2 separate regions of the Pelodiscus sinensis genome follow, and region 2 is linked to region 1. The links are chromatin contacts, called in public Hi-C maps. All regions are on one chromosome and are shown on one strand. Each heading gives the region's core, a stretch centred on a gene start, on an enhancer-like site or on the middle of the called end of the contact. The rest is flanking DNA. Distances are from core to core; before and after follow the strand shown. Region 1 holds the start of CCT4 (chaperonin containing TCP1 subunit 4). Region 2 holds the start of APLF (aprataxin and PNKP like factor).

Evidence for each region. Hi-C and Micro-C count contacts between places; a contact is called where the count stands out from the background.
Region 2: a contact with region 1 is called in a Hi-C map of blood, with 4 times the contacts expected there. The contact joins the promoter of APLF here to the promoter of CCT4 in region 1. A contact is called at or near these places in 2 of 5 Hi-C or Micro-C datasets (blood and liver).

The regions. Positions count from the first base shown.
Region 1 is chr3:180,786,383-180,790,281 of ASM4963464v1, reverse strand. It overlaps CCT4 (chaperonin containing TCP1 subunit 4), which reads left to right and starts at 2,107. Exons shown (of 14, transcript XM_075925552.1): 1 at 2,107-2,390; 2 at 3,523-3,575. The coding sequence starts at 2,270.
Region 2 is chr3:181,609,422-181,613,320 of ASM4963464v1, reverse strand. APLF (aprataxin and PNKP like factor) reads left to right here and starts at 2,060. Exons shown (of 11, transcript XM_006114108.4): 1 at 2,060-2,299. The coding sequence starts at 2,207. It overlaps FBXO48 (F-box protein 48), which reads right to left and starts at 2,002. Exons shown (of 3, transcript XM_006114107.4): 1 at 1,855-2,002; 2 at 73-413. The coding sequence starts at 378.

The sequences.
Region 1 (3,899 bases), core at 858-3,357:
GTGTAAAGAATAAGCCTATCGATGCAATGTGGCATGAAATTTCTAAAATGAAACATTTTTCTGGAAAATTTATGTTTTCAAACATTCATAAATCAGCTCAAAAGGTTTTAGCATTGCCACATTCAAATGCAGAATGTGAGAGAATTTTTTCAATGGTTACAGACATTAAAACTAAGAAAAGGAGTAACATGAAAACTAAAACACTTAATTCTAGTGTAATTGTCAGATCAGCTTTTAAAGCAAAAAAAAAAATGTTCTAGTTTTGTAATTACAAATAAGCATTTACATTTACATAATAAAAATACAGTAGACTTCCGATAATCCAGAACCTTTGGGACCAAGGTGGTGCCAGATTATTGGATATGCCGGACTATCAGGCGGTACTATAAACTGGTTTTAAATATATATATATATATATATACACACACACACACACACACAGACACTGTATACCAGTGGTCCCCAACCTTTAGAGGCTCCCTGGCGCCCGGGGGCGGGGCCACTCGCGCTGGGTGCCCGGGGGCGGAGCCGCGCATCCTGGGGCACACCAGGGGTAGGGATGCCCTTGCACTGGGCGCCGGCATGTGCCCCAGGGCCGGTGCCGCCCGAGCGCCTTGTGCCGTGGGCCCGGATGTGCCCCGGGGCTGGAGCCGCCCGAGCGCCACGCACCAGGTGCCGGTGCGTGTCGCTCGCCTGGGGCCGGCGCCTCCAGTGCGCCGCACGCCGGGGATGGGCCGACCCAGGTTGTCGGCGGGCACACAGAAATGCCTCGGCGGGCGCCATGGCGCCCGCGGGCACTGCGTTGGGGACCACTGCTGTATACAGTATATACTGTATATAAAGTGTTTTAACCCTTTTTATTGTGCATACTGTATATAATATACTGTAATGTTTTAGTTTTTTTAACCCTTTTCACTCGGTTCAGCTGCTTCCTTGAGGAGTTTTCTGCTGAAGCTCACTCACTAGGCTCTTGCCATTTTGATGCCGGATTATCAGGAGTGCCGTACAATTGGATGCCGGACTATTGGAGTTTTACTGTATGTACAAATATGGATATGCCAGAAAAACTGGCAGTCAGACTGATAAAAATATTAATGGTGATGACATTTCTAGTGAGGAGTCGAGTCATGACTCATCTGATGAGTAAAACTCATCGTGATAGTTAAGTATTATGTATTAAATATTCTATTCATTTTATATGAAACGAAAATCTTTTATATTTGAAGTGTTCCTTTATTTATCATATATAACTGAAATGTATTCTGAAGTGTATACTGTACTGATTTTACCTTGAGTAAAATAATTAAAATGTTTTATTATTCTTTCATTTTATGAAATACCATCCATGAAGTAATTAAGGATATTTGGATATATAAAAATAATTATTTTTGGATGAAAAGTTCAGCTTTAATAACATTATATTTTTAATTATAAAGAGCATCATAAAATCATCTAAATTATTGTCATATATTTCGAGTTAATTATATATATATATATATATAAAACAAATGAATTAACTATACATAAAATAGCCTTTATAACATATACAATTAATATGGGAATTTTTCATCAGATTTGAGAAATTTTTAGCGCTGGCCTGGGAAAAGTTGGCAACACGATATCGAACCGCTGCCCAGCTCTGCCGACGCTAGGGAAAGGTGCGAGCGCAGCATTGCGCGGACAAGAGAGCCGCAGTCTGCTCAGCGAGCCTGGGGGCGAGACCCCACCCCAAGCTGCTGCTGCTCCCGGGAAAGTGGGGCGCTGCGAGCGGGCGCCTGAGAGCACTTGCACCGCCTCAGAGCGGGCCGGTCCGCCCCCCAGCTCATCCCTCCCGCCCCGCCCCGGGCACTCCGCGCAGACCGTTCCAGCCGCTCAGGGACCCATCGGAGTCGGGCCGTTCGCTCCTGAGAGATTCCCCTCCCGCCGCGCACACTCTGCACGAGCCGCGCTGCCAGCCGGCTCAGGACACCCGCGCGCTCAGCACTTCCCATAGCGGACAAAGCCCCGCCTCGCAAGATGGCCGCGCCGGCCCCGCCTCGCGCAGACCGTTGTCCCCGGCCTATCGGCCGGCGAGCGCGGCCCTAATGACGTCACTCGCGGCGTCAGTTCGTTCCTCCCCTTTCGCCTGCGGGTGGCTCTGACGGGCCGGGAGGCGCAGGCTGAGGCGGTGCGTTCTGGAAGCTTCGCGGCGGGGATCGTTAGCGCGGGCCGGCCCGGTTCATCCGTCTCCATCCGGGACTTAGACGCAGCGAGGCGCCGGGGAACCGACATGCCGGAGAACGCGGGGCCCAGAGCCCTCCCGGGTGGCAACGGAGGCCGTAAAAGAAGCGCCTACCAGGACCGGGACAAGCCGGCGCAAATCCGCTTCAGCAACATCTCTGCCGGCAAAGGTGCGCCCGGCCCGACTGATGAAAGGGACCGAAAAAAAAATCTCTGTCAGGGCGGAAGGGGGGGGGGGGTCGGGGGATCGGTGGCGGCCTCTGTCTCGCCCGCGGTCCTGTTCCTCCTGCCGTTGTGCGGGGAAGCGCGAGGCGGCGGCTTCTTCCTACAGTGACCCCCCCTCCCTTCAGTCCCATAGTCGTGGGGGGTGAAGACTCCATCACACACACAGACCCTGCCCCCACCCCACCCCACCCCACCAGCGGGCCGGACGCCTTCGTGGAGGGTGAATTCTAGACAGTCGTCCCCCCAGGCTCCATCACTGCATCAGCTACAGCCGCTGCTGGAGACGTTTCTTCCTTTTAGCTAACACCGCATGGGCCTTGTCTGCAGGGGAGAGAGTGTTCTCTGCAAACCCTCCCCCCCCCCCCCATTTTTTCTAGGTTTTTTTTTTTAATGTAGTAACTGTTATGGTGCTAAGACCAAAATCTGGTGGGGAAGGGACTGTAATTGGCAGTTGTCATAAGGCCTGATCATTTTACCGGGGCAGAAGGCATTGAAATTTGAAATGTAAATAACACTTTAAAATTATATAGTGAAAGGGTTAACTTTTTAATTGGGATTAAGACAGTCTGCTGCAGGTGGCAGGTCTGCTCCAACCAGTTAACTGTTTCCCAGGTAAACGTGGGTGTGGCTAATTACCAAGTAACAGGGTTTACTTTTTACATCCTTAATTGAAATTCACTATGAGACCAGTGAAACCACTCAGCATTTTTAAATCTGTGTGGCTTATAATACCATTAATACCTCATTGGATTTGAAAATACTTCATTCACATAATCAGCTATTGATTGTCTTTAACATATTCCTGGTGTTAGAATTAGCCATGAAAGCCATGCACTTTATTTTTCTTAAAATTTTTTATGCTATATCAGTAAATTTGTCCTTGATAAGATTATTAAATAGTGATGCAGACAAACTTGTGTGGGAGCCATTTAAAGTTTTCTGTCCTTTTCTATACAGAAAAAACTATGTTCAGACTTGCAGTATTAATTTAGATGCTAATAAAATATACAAAAACTTGTAAAGTTGAATGTTAGTAACTAATTGCATAAAATAATTTCATTTTTACTCCTCCTTCAGCGGTTGCTGATGCTATTAGAACAAGTCTTGGACCAAAAGGAATGGATAAAATGGTAAGCTTTGAGATAAGTGCTTGAATATTTTAAAAACATATTATAAATACGTAAACAAATTTCAAAGTTTTCTTATAAGAATAGTTTTCTTTTGGGTTTTTTAATTTGCTAATCACAAAGGTGTAACTTCTAGTTACGTGCACATGATTATTGTTGGAAAAGATAATACATTGAAACTTTAGTACTAATATTCCCTTTGGTTTAAAGGAAATATCGGGTAGTTTATGACTCTTTAACATAGAATCATAGAATACTAGAACTGGAAGGGACTTTGAGAGATCAAGTCCAATCTCCTGCCTTCATGGCCAGACCAACACTGATCTA
Region 2 (3,899 bases), core at 811-3,310, 820 kb before region 1:
CTTACATCTTAATACTGATTCCCAAAGCTATCCAGGTTCCCAAAGCTAGACAGTCCATGGCCTTTAATTTACCTTCCATGAATATCCATTTCCTCGATCAAAGTCTATCTCTCGCTGACAGACAGCTCTTACAGTTAAACAGTGATGTTTCCACAAATGGTCACTGTTCTCAATTGTGCGATTCCAGCTCTTGCAAGTCATTGCAGCTTTGCATAAGCTCTGAACGTCCAGTTCATTGAAAATTTTCAAGGTGACTTCTGGAGGCAGCAGCTCCACAAAGTCCTCCTGACTTTCTTCTTTCTTTTTGGATGATGGAAGGATGGTCCGTTCTTTACATGAAGTACCTTCCTGTTTGTTCTTCTTTGAGGTTTTCTGCATAATTTATGGTCTCCACACATCCACCATGAGTAATCCTAGGGGTGAAGAAGTGCAGGGGTCACTTATATTATACATGCAGTTAACTTTTATCAAGATAACTCTAATGCTTAAGGATATATGTTCAAGTGCTGCAAGCATAGGGTGACAATCTGTCCTGTTTTTACTGGGACAGTCCCTTATTTAAGGCCGCCTCCTTCAGTCCTGACTTTGTAGGAAAAAAAAAAAGTGGGCACATTATCCCAAATTTCCCTTGCAGGGGGTGGGAGAAGGAACTGACAGCACTCAGGGCCTGGTATCTTCCCCTTCCTTCCCCATTCTGCATGTTGTGGGGGTGAACTTCATCGCTGCAGTGGGGCAGGGTGGATGGGGAGCCACCAGCAGTCAGAGCTTTGGCTGCTGGAATCCTGAGCACTGGTGGCTTCTGTCCCACCCCTGCAACACTGACGCCTTGAGTGCCAGTGGCTTCCCCCAGCTATGGGGCTGAAGCCCCTAGCGCAAGTGGTTGCTCCTCCCTCCCCCGCCCACTACAAGGCTGAAGCTCTGCATGCTGGTGGTGGTCCTCCCCTCCCCCTCCTACAAGGTTGCAGTTCTGAGTGCCAGCAGCCCCCCTTCCCACTCCGCTGCAGGGCTGAAGCACTGAGTGTTGGTGGCTGCACCCACACAGTGAGGCTGAAACTCTGAGCACTGGCAGCCCCCTCCCCGGTGTCCCATATTCTACATAGGCAGGAGCGGCCTAGGCGAACCTTGCAAATCGGTGCCCCCACCTCCAAACCCCTCAACGATATTGTGTCACCATTTGGTACCCCATTTAACTTGGCGCCCTAGGCGATTTGCCTATATGGATAGGCCGCCCCTGCACATAGGGAAATGTGTGGAGCAAGTACAGAGTGCCTTGTGCACCCTACCTGGCCCTGTGTTGCTGCCCCTAGGTGCGACCCGAATGGGCTTGTTCACAGCCTATTGGGCAGTGGCTTGCTAAAGAAAATAGGCCCCACGCCTGTGGGCACTCTGGGACTTGTAGCTTCCATCTGGCGACACTGAAGCCAGCCGGGGGGGCATGGAGGAGAGCTGGAGACGACCACTGCTGGGATGCTGGGTGAGGTGGGGATTTGAACACTGGTGCCTATGGGCAGCTCCATGGCAATCACTCGAGCCGTGGGCGATGCCCTGTGCCCAGGCTAGGCTGCCCCCGCCCCCATGAGCTGGGCGAGGAGTAGACGCGGGTGGGGAATGGGGGAAGCCCCCCGCCCCCAGGGGCCGAGTGTGATGCGAGGGGCTCGTTTTATTGGCTGCTCACGTGTGGGTGGCCCTGGCGGCTTTTCTGTGGGCCGGTGGCTCCCGCCCGCGTTAGACGGTGCCCTGCGTCCGCTGCCAGCCTGGGCCCTGCTGCGGAACTCCCCAGCCCAGGGCGTGGCTGGAGCCAGCGCTCCCCGCAGCAGCCCCCGGCCCAGGCGCGTGGAGCAGTCCGCCCCCTACCTGGCCCCGCGCCGTTGCCCGCCGTTGCCGGTTTTAACGTCTCCCCCATTCGAACGGGCTTGTTTCCACCCTTCCCAAGGTAAACAGGACCCCGCGCATGCGCCGCAGCGGGGCACGCCGGGACTTGTAGTTTGCCTGCGGGGACGCTGAAGCGCGGCCGGGCGGCGCGGGGGAGAGTTGGGAACTACCGTTTCCGGGCGGGGCGGCGATCTGAACGCACAGGGCGGTAGCCAGACGCGCCCGCTAGCTGGCCGCCCCAGAGGGAAGCGGAAGGGCGAGAAGCCTCCCGACCTGGCTCAAGAAAAGTGCAAAGGGGCAGCGGGGGCCGCGCCCTGTCCCGCCCGCGGGGCCCATGCCGGGCTTCGAGCTCGCGCCCGCGGACGGGGGCTGCCCGCTGGCGCTGCCGCCCGGCCAGACCGTGCTGGGAAGAGGCCCCCTGTTGGGAGTAAGTCTGGCTCCTCGGGGGGGCTCCCTGTCCCCGCCCCCGCTCCCGCTGCAGCTCCCCTCTCCCCCCGTCTCCGGCCGGGGAGCCGCCTCGGGCTGGGCCAGGCGCTGTGATTCTCCCGTGAGGGAGCGATTATCCCCCTCACATTATCCCGGGGGGGCTTCTGGGGCCGGAAGGGACCATTGGGTCCTCGGACTTCACCCCCTGGCGGGGGAAGGCGGAATCACAGCCCCCCTCCTCTTTGCAAGCCTATCCCCGCTGTAACTGAGATTCCCTTTTAACGTGACTCCGGGAGCTGGGCGTTAAGAGACACTCGAAACATGAGGAGACTGATCCCTCGCACGGGTTGGCAGTGCTGTTTTGCATTGCCCCGTTCTGTAGCAACACCTTTGTCTGGATTCTGCTCCAAATGAGATGAAATGTGGGGTCTAACTACTCCTGGAGACATTCTGTGCCAAGAAATTAAATTCTGTGCGCGTGGGGGGGGCGGGGAACATTTCAGAGCAAAATATTTTAAAGTTCTATAAAATTTTGCAAATTGTATTTGTCAAAACACTACATAATCATGCCAGTTTTGATTATTTTTTGTATTTTTTTAATTTCAAAATACTTGTCACCAAGCATAGGAAAGTTGTGGTAACACCCAAGAGGTTCACTGCCCTGCTCCCCATACCTCTGCCAAAATTTTGATGGTTAAATGGGGTGCTTCCTTTCTGCACCCCTTCCCCTCTCAGGCATCAGATGCCTATGCCAGCAAATATGTCTGATTGTAACAATACATACACTATCTTTTCCTTCCCCCAGGTGTCAAGTATTCAATCATGAATTGTTTCATAGGGGTTTCTCTGCCCCCTTTCCCAGTTGTTTCCCAGACACCCACAGCCCCTTCCCAGATATTTACATCCTCCTCCCTGTTCCCCCGTAGTTCGAGGTCAGGGATCCAGAGGGAGAAACAGCCGGATGCCTCAGTCCAGGCTTGTATAGGGTTGCTTGCATGCCACTATCTCTTTCCCTCAGAATGTCCTGGATATTACAGGTGCCAGGAACTAGGGATATAAAGGGGTAACTGGCTGACTGGTGCTTGGCTAGAGCAGCCCCCCACCCCATCCACAGCACACCACGGGAAAGGGGTGCTTAAGCCTGGCAGTGGTGCAACATGGTGGACTGGATAACCAGTTAAACATATAGCTAAATGGATTAACATATTAAATGAGGTTTTATAGCCCTTCCAGGAATCCTCTAGGTGAGGGGTCTGCAAATATCAGTCTACCAGGTTTAGCTCCTGGTGGGCTCCCACCACTATATTTGCCTACATGGCTGCAGATACTGATGATTGCAGCTCTCACTGTTTGGCCAGGATCAGCCATCTGCAATGGGAGTAAAATCATAGGCTGGTGCCATCATCAACTGCCATGCTGTCAGGGCACTGACTACCTGTGGTAGTACCTGATGCTGCCCTGATATTTCATCCTTAATCCCAGCCTAATGCGGAGGGGAGGCCCTGCCCTAGAGGCAGTTAGTGAGCAACCCTGCCTCACATGCATGCTTCCGCAGTGGTTCTAGTTTCACTGGGCAAGGCCCTGCGTGTTGTTGACCTGGC